Regions from separate parts of the Triticum aestivum genome. Here region 2 is linked to region 1. Evidence: chromatin contacts called from public Hi-C data. All regions are on one chromosome and are shown on one strand. Each heading gives the region's core, a stretch centred on a gene start, on an enhancer-like site or on the middle of the called end of the contact. The rest is flanking DNA. Distances are from core to core; before and after follow the strand shown. Region 1 holds the start of LOC123113362 (60S ribosomal protein L13a-4). Region 2 holds the start of LOC123113363 (LRR receptor-like serine/threonine-protein kinase RPK2).

Region 1 (5,883 bases), core at 2,242-4,741:
GCTCCCAAAGCTCGCTTTACCATTGTTTGTGGTCTTGTACGCTTTTGGGATAAAAAGACTTGTGGCGTACCATGACCACATGTGCGATATTGCATAAGGGCATCTCTAACGCTGACCCGTAAATCGGACAACACATCCATCCGCGGACATGAATGCGTGAGCCGGCCATCCAATGCTATCCGCATACATTTCAAAATGCATTTCAACAGGTCAGAGAAAACTCATGCAAACCGGCTGATTTTCATATAAACCTGACCAAATTCATTACATTTCAGATTTTCTTTAAACTAAATTGTACTCTAACCTAGTCTAAGTGATCGTCGGCGCCCATTCCCATATCCCGCCAGCCATGAACCTCAAAAAATGAAGCTCAAGCTTCGCCGCTGCAGCCTTCATCTTTGCCTCTGCAGCCTCCGCCGCCGCAGCCTACAAGCGGCTAATCGGCCAACAAGGAGGAGCGAAAGGCCACATTTCGGCACGCGCATGCCGGCCAAGCCTACAACCTCCGCCTTCTCGATGCCTGCATAGGCCGACGCGGGACGCCTCTGCCATTGGCGCGTTCACGGCATCGGTCTCCGGTGAGCTCTACAATGGCGTCGATCTCCTCTTTCATTTCGGACGAGAGGTCCTCCCGCAAGGCTTTGGAGCTTGAGAAGGCCATCAAGAGTGTGGTGCTAAGAGAAGATTGAGAGTAGAGGAGGTTTACAAGGCATGTTAGTCAGAGAGGGGCGTCGCAAGGTCTGCTTTGGATGGCCGCTTTATAACGGCGATTGTAAAAAATTAGGACCGCGCAGCATCGGTTGTGGTTGAATTTAAATTCAAATGTTCAACTAAATTTCATATATGTTTGATTTTCAATTAAGTAAGCCCATATTTCATACAGAGCTCAAACCGAGAAATACCCAGCAAAAACACATTACTTGACGCGCTTTGATGGAACTTGACGCAGTGACAGTAGACTTTACCAACTTGGCGTAGAGACGACTATGATGGCCGCAAACGACATGTACAAAGGGTCATAACAAGGGACTGCAAAGGCCGTAGTAAAGAGAAAAACAGCAAGGCACCTGATAGACGTTCACTAGAATTCCCAAATGCACACATTTGATAAACGAAACAGTTCACCATGTAGAAAATTTCAAATGAGTGTCGCAGAACTGCATGCATAACAAAGGTTTACCAACCAGATTGTACTATCAGAGTTACCAAACTACTTAAAATACGACAGAGGTTTCCCAAAACTGATGGCGCACGAAAGCTCTGATATCTCTTAGTATTTGATAGGGGCCAGGATCTCCAGCTGAGTTCCCAACTTCTCCTCGGCTGCCTTCTCGGCCTTGACGCGGAGCTTCGCCAGTTGCTTTCTCCTGTCGTAGGAGATCTTGGCCTTCTCCTTCCTCTTTTCCTCCAGCTCCTGAATAAAGGCCAAAGAGTGATGAGAATCGGTATGCACAAACATCAGCTCATAATGAACAAAAACTGGCAATGGCAGATGTACTGTAATGATAACATTAGACTAGAACTAAAGAGCCTCAGAGATCTTGGTGGTTGAGATCATCAAGTGGGATAAACCCATCAAGAGTAGCAAATATTTTGATAACATCACAGGCTCGAAGGAAAATAGAACACCAGCAAAACTGTTGAATGAGATGCAAAACTGAAACCCAAAACAGAGCAAAATCTATCAAGAGCACAACATGGCATGATCTGTCAGAAGTAGCTGGTTGTGATAATCATTAAGAATCAGTGGGAATCCGAACGATTTTCTTCATCACACAGAAGGATGCAATGGAACCCAATATAACACAAAGAGCAAGAAGGTTCCAACCAAAATAAGAAGTGCATGTACGGCCAGTCATAAAGCAGTGCAAATGTAATACAGGAGATGCCATCATCCATCAGAAGTAGCTGGTTACTCTAATCATGAAATATCAGTGGGAATCCGAACGATTTTCTTCATAACCCGGAATCATGCAATTCAACACAACAGAACACAATGAGCAATAAGGTTCATAACCAATGAAGGAATGCATGAAAAGTCAGTCTAAAGCAGTAAAAATGTGCAAATGTACTTCAGGAGGTGGCATCACCCGTCAGAAGTAGCTGGTTATAATAATCATGAAATATCAGTGGGAATCCGAACGATTTTCTTCATCACGCAGGTAATGCACATCTCACCAGCCAGCAGAACACAAAAGAGGATACCAACAGTACTGCTAAGAGGTTTGCAAAAAATCAAAGGAAAGTATTTGCTCAATAATAAATGAGTACATATGTAGTACAAGAGATGGCATGATCCGTCAGAAGTAGCTGGTTGTAATAATCATGAAAAATCAGTGGGAATCCGAACGATTTTCTTCATCACCCAGATCATGCACATCTCAGCCAGCAGAACATCACAAGTGACATACGTAAAACAATGATTCTGAGCGTGAGCAAACAAAATTCTTCACAGTACTATAAAGCATGAACTGTGGCTGGTTTCTAAAATCCGTGGGAATCATCATAAACAGTTTTACAATGCAGAACAAATCATTTACCACCAGGAGAGTTTATATGACAAAAGCTGAAGGCGTATCTATTAGAGTACCAGTAAATCAGACTGAACTTTCATAGAATGATTAGTATAACTAGACACATTTTAGTTTAGCATTACATAAAAGACTAGTCTTAACAGACTGGTAGCAGTCGCACACTAGCAACTATTGAGCGCTGAAGAAACAGGACAGGGAAAGAGCATACCCTGATGGTGTCGGCGTAGTTCCATCCGACCTCCTTGGAGAGCTGGCCGAGGAGGCAGTACCTGTGCCCAGGCTGCAGCCTCAGAACCCTGCAAAACCACAAGCCACGTCAACATCAAACACACATACACGACGCACGCAGAGATCTAGAAGGCAGTCGAACGCCGACGTACTTGAGCGCGTCGGGGATGACCATGCGCTTGGTCCTGTCGTACGGCGGCGGCACGCCCTCGTACGCCTTGAGCCTGGCGAGCGCGGCCTCGCCCCTCGCGGTCTTGTGCGGAATCATACTGCAGAGCGCCACCAAAAACACGGCACCATCAGAACACACAAACCCAAATGGACACGGCGACGCACGTGCATAGGCGAGGCGACGGATCTAGGCGGCGGCGGCGGAGACGTACCCGCGGATGGTGCGCCAGAGGATCTTGGCCGGGGCGCGGAAGTGGATGGGGCCGTGGGAGGGCTTGGTGTTCATCCTCTTGCGGAGGAAGCGGAGGTACTTCATCTTCTGGCGGACGAGGCCGCCGGACATGCAGATCTCCTCGCATCGGACCACCACCACGCGCTGCCCGTTGAGCAGCTCCTTGGCGACGATCGAGGCCAGGCGGCCGAGCATGTGGTGGCGGGCGTCCACCACCACGCGCTTGGCGCACACGCCGGAGCCGGACACCATCTCGCCTCTTACCTGGCGGCGGCGGCGCTACTAGGGTTTGGAGTTCGGGGGGTGGAGGCGGAATGGAGACGAGTGCGCCGCTTAGGGTTTCGTATTTATAGATCTCCGTGTTTAGGGTGTCTTGCCTGGGCCAGTTGGTGGGCCTGTCCGGTCCGGGCCGTAGTGTTAGATGGGCTAGGCTTATTAGGTTTAAAAGGCTTTATGAGGCTAGAAAATGTTATTCTGCGCTGACGGGCTTGCTGAATGATTTTGTCTGATATACATACGGGCTGTGGATTTTTCTCAAAAAAAAAACATACGGGCTGTGGATTAAAAAAACATGCCAAATGTTGTAAATAGAGTACTAAAAATACTCCAAATATTAGTTATGAGTATGTTCTAGCAGAATGAAAATGATGACCTTCAAAAAGACAATGTCATCTGGAATGAAAAACAAATGTGTCAAGGGAGGAATTATTTGTACAAAGCTTTTGTCCATAATTAAAATGGCTGATAATATTAAGAGAAACAAACAGGCTGGTTCAATTTTCTAAAAAAAATTATTATTATTTTCTATCATAGATGATAATATCATTTAATTAAGTTTAAGTTTATGATAGTTGGATTGCGCTATTCTCGTCTGCGTGAATATAGCTTTGCGATCTTTGATTTCATGTTTGGCGAATTTATGTTATGATTTGACTAACTCCTAAAACACACATATAAACATTACATGTCACAAAGATGAATCCATACATGTTCTGTAGATCATAACCCAAAAAAAATGTCAAAGAGCAGTTCAAACACATGGGAAAATCGCACTCCGCAGCAATACTATTTTTTAGAAGTGGTGTAGATGTTATCTAGTACTAGATTTTTTTAAGCAATTCAAAACAAATGGAATAAACACTGGAGTAGTGCCGTTAAGGCTAGCAAGAAAATGGGTACAAGAAATAAAAGTACAAGACAAACCCACAGCAATGCCCTGGTAGGAAAAAAACATAAAAAACTGGAAGAAAAACTGAACAAATACAAGGCGGTGACAAACAATTTTAAAAAGTTGAGTCACCGTCTCAAAATTCATTCATATTCACTTGAAACCATCCGTACAAGTTATAACTGCTGGTGCCCAAAATCCAATCTTCGATGCACCAACTTTTTCCATAACCCACGATAAAATTAGTTTGGAGGTCAGGTATACAACAAACATGCCATAACTTCCCCTCATGTCTGAAGAATCAACACAAGATCAGTCTACTAGTCCGCCTCACTACATATTGGGAAGTTCAGGCACAAGTCAATGCGCCATACTCTTTACCAGCTATTTCAGCATAGAAGTCCCAATGTGGATCACTATGTGTAAGAAAAGGTTGACCAAATGGATTGTTGCGAACGTAGCACTCAACATCATCTGCAAAAACGAGTTTCTCCAGATACATGCGAAGATCTCCACCGGGACCTGCTTATCGGGAATTGTAATTTATATGCATCAATAGGCTGTAGTAGTGTAATAGGTAACTACATCAACATGAAATGGTGAATGCATACCCAATGAATTGTCGTTCCGGTTAAGATAGCTGAACGGCTGAGGAAAAATGGCAGTATGTGGCTGCATAACATATGCATGAAAATATGCATTATTCAAATATGGAGATGATACAGTTAAACAAGACACTGGTATATGAAAACAGCTGAGAAAATACCGGATTACGCAGAGCCTTGTAAGGAGAATCGTCCACAAGTAATGTATTGGAAGGTGAAAATTCCCCCTCCTTCCATGGAAGACCAGGTTCTTCCTTATTCCACAGTTTCTTCAATTCCTTCAGTACTATTGGTTTGTGCACGTTCTCCAGTGTGTTACGTCCAGTCATTGTGCATTTATCCCTGGCCTGCCCATATGAAGGTCGCAAAACATATTAGGACCAAAATAACATACAGTTGAGCATGCCCACCTACCACAGGTTCGTTTATGTTACGTACCCAAGAAAACAGTAGGTATGGTTTGAAATCTCTCATAAGGATGTCAACAACAGAATCAACATTTTTCCTAGAAAAATTATAAACCCCACATTAGTAAACATGGAGCAATGTGGATTAATATAAATCCCACGTAAGTAAGCATGGAGCAATGAGGATAAAGTAAAACAAATGAGGATAATAAATCGTACCTTTTCCTTGAGGACCATACACCTAGCTCGAAATTTTTTATGCAGAAGTTGAGAAAATCATCACAGTGAGGCCTTCGGAAGACTGGTAGAAAGGTGTAGTGCTATATTAATATCATCTGTCACAGTTCTATATCTGCATTTTCGCAAATAATAATTACGGACAATTGTACAAGTAACTTTACCTAGTTTCCTTCGAACCTTTGCATCAGCCATGTGAGCATTGTGGAAATCTTCATTGATATCCGCAAGAAGGCCATTCAGATCTAGAATAAGAAGCTTTTTCTTCCGAAACCCTGTCAAGGAATCTCTTGGAGGGAAG
Region 2 (5,883 bases), core at 1,537-4,036, 270 kb before region 1:
TTTAAGATATCATGACAGGAATGTTTTGAAACATACGTGGTTTAGGTCAAGATGGCCAAACACAACGCCTCACATACTTAATTACTATATAGAAACTTGATTTTATTGGATTTCAAGAAACCAATCGTGAAATCATTGCCTATGGTTTCCTTCATAGTACTGTTGGTCACATGAATTACTATCGTCACTTATTGCCTGATGTTAGTATTGTTGGAGGCATCTCACTAGGTGTTGATGGTGATGTCTTTGAGGTTGTTGGTTGTAGTAATAAAACTTATTCAAAGGAATTTTGGAGGATTCCAATCCTTAGGATTTCTTTTGCCTGTATGGGTTGTTTGTTTCGTATCATCGCAAACCATATGAATTTTTCCTTAGTATTCTTCGTATTGGATCAACGGCAGTTAGTATGGTTGAGAGGGAGTAGCAAACTTTTCATCCACTTCAACTTTTTTGAAAGAATCCTTTGTTTTTTCAGTGCACAATCAAACATCCTCACAAGCCCGTAGTACTGATGATGCCATGCCACTCTATTCCTACATTGTTTAGACAAAAAGTAAGGGGATGGATCCTAAACTCAGATGCACTATACAAAAAAAAGAACTACTATGCAAACTAGATGATATTGATAAAAGAGCAGAGGTACTGGGGCTATCTGCATGGGATAGAAATGAACAAAAAGAATTGAGAGCTCAATTAGGGAGACCGATGAAACAAGAAGAACTAAAATGGTTGCAAAGATATAAAGATAGAGAGACCAGAGATGGGGATAACAACACCAAGTATTACCATGCCAAAGTGGGGGGGAGGAGGAAAAATAGAATATTTTCTCTAAGCCAAGCTGAAGGTGAGATTGAAGGGGGTGAGGAACTGGTTAAATACATCACAAATTTTTATAAAGACCTATTTGGTCAACCTGAAAACTCTACTGTGAATTTAAACATCCAAGATGCTCCTGGCATCTCAGAAGAACAAGCTAGAACTTTGATTGAGCCCTTCAGTATGTAAGAGTTGCAGGAGGTGGTGTTCAATATGGACAAAAACAAAAACCCTGGTCCAGATGGTCTACTTGTAGAATTTTACCAGAATTTCTGGGAATTAATTAAATGGGACCTTAAGGGCCTACTTGATGACTTCCATTCCGGAAATCTAGATATTTCTAGGTTGAATTATGGAATTATTACATTAGTTCCCAAGGTTAAAGATGCCAAACAAATACAGAAATTCAGACCAATTTGCTTGCTTAATGTGAGTTTCAAGATTGAGACTAGATTCTAGGAAGATTGGTGGGTGGGATCTAAACCCCTAAAAGATCTATACCCTAGACTATACAACATTAGCTTTGACCATAATATCTCAGTGGCAGAAGCTATTAACAGAGGCTGGCAGGGATTTAGCTTCAGACGAACCTTGACAGGAGAAACGATAGAACTCTGGAATAGCCTAAAAACAAGATGCGAGGAGGTGAGGATGCATGGGGGGAAAGATCAACCCCTCTGGATGCTCACTGAAAACAGAAAATTTTCGGTTAAGTCTTTATACTCATTCCTGATCAATGATGGTGTGGGATTCCCACACAAATTCCTGTGGAAAATTAAAATCCCAGCCAAGATTAAAATGTTCCTTTGGCTGTTTACAAGAAGAAGCATTTTTACCAAAGACAATTTGATCAAGAAAGGATGGAAGGGAGGAAAAGAGTGTGTATATTGTGGGCGAGAAGAGAACATTGATCATTTGTTCTTTGAATGCTCAGCGGCTAGATTGGTCTGGAGTTTGATCAAATGTGCTCTGGACCTTAGAACAACCCCAATAAACTCAAATGATTACTTGGGTAGGTGGTTGAAAATCTTTAAAAAACTTGAGAAAAAACTAGTTCTGGTGGGAAGCGCTGTTGTATTTTGGGCTCCCAGGAAATGCAGAAATGATATTATTTTCAGATCTAGAAAGATATATGATCCCATGATATTCATCTGAATTATGTGCAATTGGATTGCTGATTGGTCGGTTTTGTAGATAAAAAAGCCGGAACAAAAACTACCGCAGCTGGGAGCAAAACTAATCGAGCGGGTGGCAAGTGAGATATACAAGGCGGCACAGGGATGGAGACCTAGAGTTCAGCGACTGGGAAGATGATGAATCTTCTCTCCTTCCCTCTGTTTTCGTCATGTAATCTTGATAACTTGTAGAAGTTTAAATAACTGTACTGGTGTAAGCGATGCATGTCATGTCTTTTGTTTTCCCTCCGCAGCTAGTGGTCTTTAGCTTAGATTAAGGTTGTTATCTTTTCGAACCCAATGACTGGACGGGAGTGCCCGTGGTTTGTGGTCGATGTGGTTTCGTTAATGAAATTGGAGGGAAACCTCTTTCGTTAAAAAAAAACTATATTCCTACTTTTCTATTCCCGCGCTTGGGAAATCCCGTGACTCGAAGAGGCCGTCACTGTTTAATCACAAAATTGAAACTGAGATGTTAAAAACATAAACTCTTTTTCCATAGTATATAAAATAAAAAGTAGATCGGTGGTTCCAATGATGTGTGAAACCCTCCTACTAATCCTAACCCCATCCATCCACATCTCCAAAGAAAATCGGAGCATGGCAGGCAAGGCCTGGTCAAAACCCAAAAGCATGGACGCTTGGTCAGGCACCGGCACGGCAGCCACGCCCTCCCTCATCAGCAAACAAAACCCATCTTTCCGAGGGCAATACGGTCAGACCCAAACGATTTAATAAAAAATAAAGAAACGGAGGACGAAGGGGGGATGAATTATCAGTGGAGGACGGGAGAGGCGACGAGGAAAGTGCAGCGAAGGAAGCCACGGAAGGGGAAGCAGAGGGAGGACCGGCACCAGCAGTCAGTCCAGCAGCACCAACCAAAACCGGAGGGAGACAACAGACAAGGCGCAGGCAGAAAAAATATCGCCTCCGCCCCCTCCGAGTCCCCCGATATCGCGCGCGCGCCCGGGCTCTTCTTCTTCCCCATGTGAGTTTGCCCCTCCCTCTCCCCTCCCCTCCCTCGTCGGTCGTCGCCTCCGCTGCACCAACCGCAGCACCCCCGGGCCGTCCCTCGCCTTCGGCTGGGCGGAGATGGTGGCCGCTCGCCGGAGCACCGCCGCCGTCCTGCTGCTCCTGCTCCTGCTCCCGCTGCTCGCCGCCTCCTCGTCGAACCGTGGCCAGGAGCAGGACAGATCGGCGCTTCTCCGGCTCAGGGACGCCGTCCCCTCCTCCGAGCTGCTCCGCCGGTGGCCGTCGGGCGCGGACCACTGCTCCTGGCCGGGGGTCGCCTGCGATGCGAGGTCCCGGGTCGTCGCCCTCCACGTGCCCTCCAGCTTCCCGCGCGGGAGCGGGATCGCCGGCCAGCTGCCCACGTCGGTCGGGCTCCTCACCGAGCTCAAGCAGCTCTCCTTGCCCTCCTTGGGCCTTTTCGGCGAGATCCCCGCGGAGATCTGGCGGCTGGAGAAGCTCGAGGGGGTCAACCTCGCCGGGAACTCGCTCCGGGGCGCCCTCCCGCCCGCCTTCCCGCCGCGGCTGAGGGTGCTCAACCTCTCCTCCAACGCGCTCAGCGGCGAGATCCCTGCCTCCCTCTGCAGCTGCACGGAGTTGAACTTCTTGGATCTTTCCGGCAACCGGCTCAACGGGTCCGTGCCGGCGGTCGTCGGCGGCCTCCCCAGGCTGAGGCAGCTCGACCTGTCCCGGAACCTTCTTGCCGGGAGCATCCCCTCTGCTCTGGGGAGCTGCACACAGCTCCGCTCGTTGCGCCTCTTCTCCAATATGTTGGACGGTTCCATCCCACCAGAGCTTGGACGGCTGAGCAAGCTGCGGGTTTTGGACGTATCGGGTAACAGATTGAGCGGTCTGGTACCCAGGGAGCTAGGGAACTGCTCAGGTTTGTCGGTTCTCGTGTTGTCGAGCCAGTTTGATGCAGTGAAACCCCATGAGTTCAATCTCTTTGAGGGAGAGCTTCCGGAGAGCGTGACAGCTTTGCCAAAGCTTAGGTTGTTATGGGCGCCGAAGGCGGGCCTGAAAGGAAATCTCCCAAGCAATTGGGGAAGCTGCCATAGTTTGGAGATGGTTAATCTCGGAGGTAATTTACTTGCTGGAGTGATTCCGAGGGAGCTAGGGCAGTGTAGAAACCTCAAGTTTCTCAACCTCAGTTCCAATAGATTGTCCGGTTCGCTTGATAAAAATCTTCATCTGCATTGTATGGATGTGTTTGATGTCAGTGGCAATGAACTGTCAGGCTCAATTCCAGCGTTTGCGAACAAAGAATGTGCATCACAGCAACCGTTGGATGGCGTGACATCTGGCTATTCTTCACCCTTCATGTCCCAAGCTGTAGCACAACTATCATTGGGTTACTGTGAATCAGGAGAGTGTTCGGTTGTATACCATAATTTTGCAAAGAACAAGTTTGGAGGCCGTCTTACATCCTTGCCAGTTAGTGCAGACAGATATGGAAACAGGACCTTGCATGCATTAACTCTTGATCACAATAACTTCACAGGATCATTGGATGCAATTCTGTTGGAACAGTGCAGCAACTTAAATGGTTTGATCGTCAGCTTCCGAGACAACAAGATATCTGGTGAGCTCACAGAAGAAATCTGCTCAAAATGCCATGCCATCAGAGTTTTGGTTCTAGCCGAGAATCAAATTTCAGGAGTGTTGCCTGCTAACATTGGTTTGTTGGGTGCTCTTGTAAAGATGGACATCAGCAAAAACTTTCTGGTTGGTCAAATACCTGCCAGTTTCAAAGACCTCAAGAGCTTGAAATTTCTCTCGTTAGCTGCAAACAATATCACTGGTCAGATACCGTCCTCTTTGGGGCAGTTGGAATCACTGGAGATTTTAGATCTCTCATCCAATTCTCTGTCTGGGAATGTCCCTAGTAATATTGTGACACTGAGAGGTCTCACGACACTTCTGCTGAACAATAATGAGCTCTCTGGAAACATTGCCGACCTTACCCCAGTATCACTGTCTGTTTTTAACATTTCATTCAATAACTTGGCTGGGCCATTGCATTCGAATGTGCGAGCACTCAGTGAGAATGAGGCTAGTCCAGAACCTGAGAATACATCCAGCGATGGCGGAGGCTTCACCAAAATAGAGATTGCCTCAATAACCTCAGCATCAGCGATTGTTGCAGTTCTCTTGGCCCTGATCATCCTTTACATTTACACTCGTAAATGTGCATCAAGACCATCAAGGCGTTCTAACAGGAGAAGGGAAGTTACTGTTTTTGTGGATATTGGTGCTCCTTTGACATATGAGACCGTTGTACGCGCTGCTGGCAGTTTTAATGCAAGCAATTGCATTGGAAGTGGTGGCTTTGGAGCAACATACAAAGCTGAGATTGCACCAGGCATTCTGGTGGCAATAAAGCGGCTGGCTATTGGAAGGTTCCAAGGTATTCAGCAGTTCCAAGCAGAGGTGAAAACTCTTGGAAGGTGTCGGCATGACAATCTTGTAACACTCATAGGGTACCACCTCAGTGATTCAGAGATGTTTCTAATATACAATTTTCTGCCCGGCGGTAACTTGGAAAGGTTCATACAGGAAAGGACAAAGAGACCAATTGATTGGAGAATGCTTCACAAAATTGCTCTAGATGTTGCACGTGCACTTGCATATCTTCATGATAATTGTGTCCCACGTATTCTGCACCGGGATGTGAAGCCAAGCAACATCTTGCTCGACAATGAGTACACTGCATACCTTTCTGATTTTGGATTAGCAAGACTACTTGGGAATTCAGAAACTCATGCAACCACCGGTGTCGCGGGTACTTTTGGGTATGTTGCTCCAGAGTATGCGATGACTTGCCGTGTTTCTGATAAGGCTGATGTGTACAGCTATGGTGTTGTGCTGCTTGAACTTATTTCAG

The links. A called contact is a pair of places that touch in the nucleus more often than the background predicts.
Region 2: a contact with region 1 is called in a Hi-C map of leaf, with 3 times the contacts expected there. The contact joins the promoter of LOC123113363 here to the promoter of LOC123113362 in region 1. A contact is called at or near these places in 3 of 5 Hi-C or Micro-C datasets (all in leaf).

What each region holds. Positions count from the first base shown.
Region 1 is chr5B:578,453,118-578,459,000 of IWGSC CS RefSeq v2.1, reverse strand. LOC123113362 (60S ribosomal protein L13a-4) reads right to left here and starts at 3,491. Exons shown (of 4, transcript XM_044534574.1): 1 at 3,146-3,491; 2 at 2,915-3,031; 3 at 2,743-2,830; 4 at 1,083-1,414. The coding sequence starts at 3,417. The coding sequence ends at 1,271. It overlaps LOC123113361, which reads right to left. Exons shown (of 8, transcript XM_044534573.1): 3 at 5,747-5,883; 4 at 5,565-5,646; 5 at 5,377-5,443; 6 at 5,100-5,285; 7 at 4,945-5,005; 8 at 4,462-4,855. The coding sequence ends at 4,683. LOC123118051 (small nucleolar RNA SNORD24) reads right to left here and starts at 1,611; the gene lies at 1,529-1,611. It also overlaps the pseudogene LOC123118116, the pseudogene LOC123118119, the pseudogene LOC123118126 and the pseudogene LOC123118118.
Region 2 is chr5B:578,724,136-578,730,018 of IWGSC CS RefSeq v2.1, reverse strand. LOC123113363 (LRR receptor-like serine/threonine-protein kinase RPK2) reads left to right here and starts at 2,786. Exons shown (of 5, transcript XM_044534576.1): 1 at 2,786-5,883. The coding sequence starts at 3,084.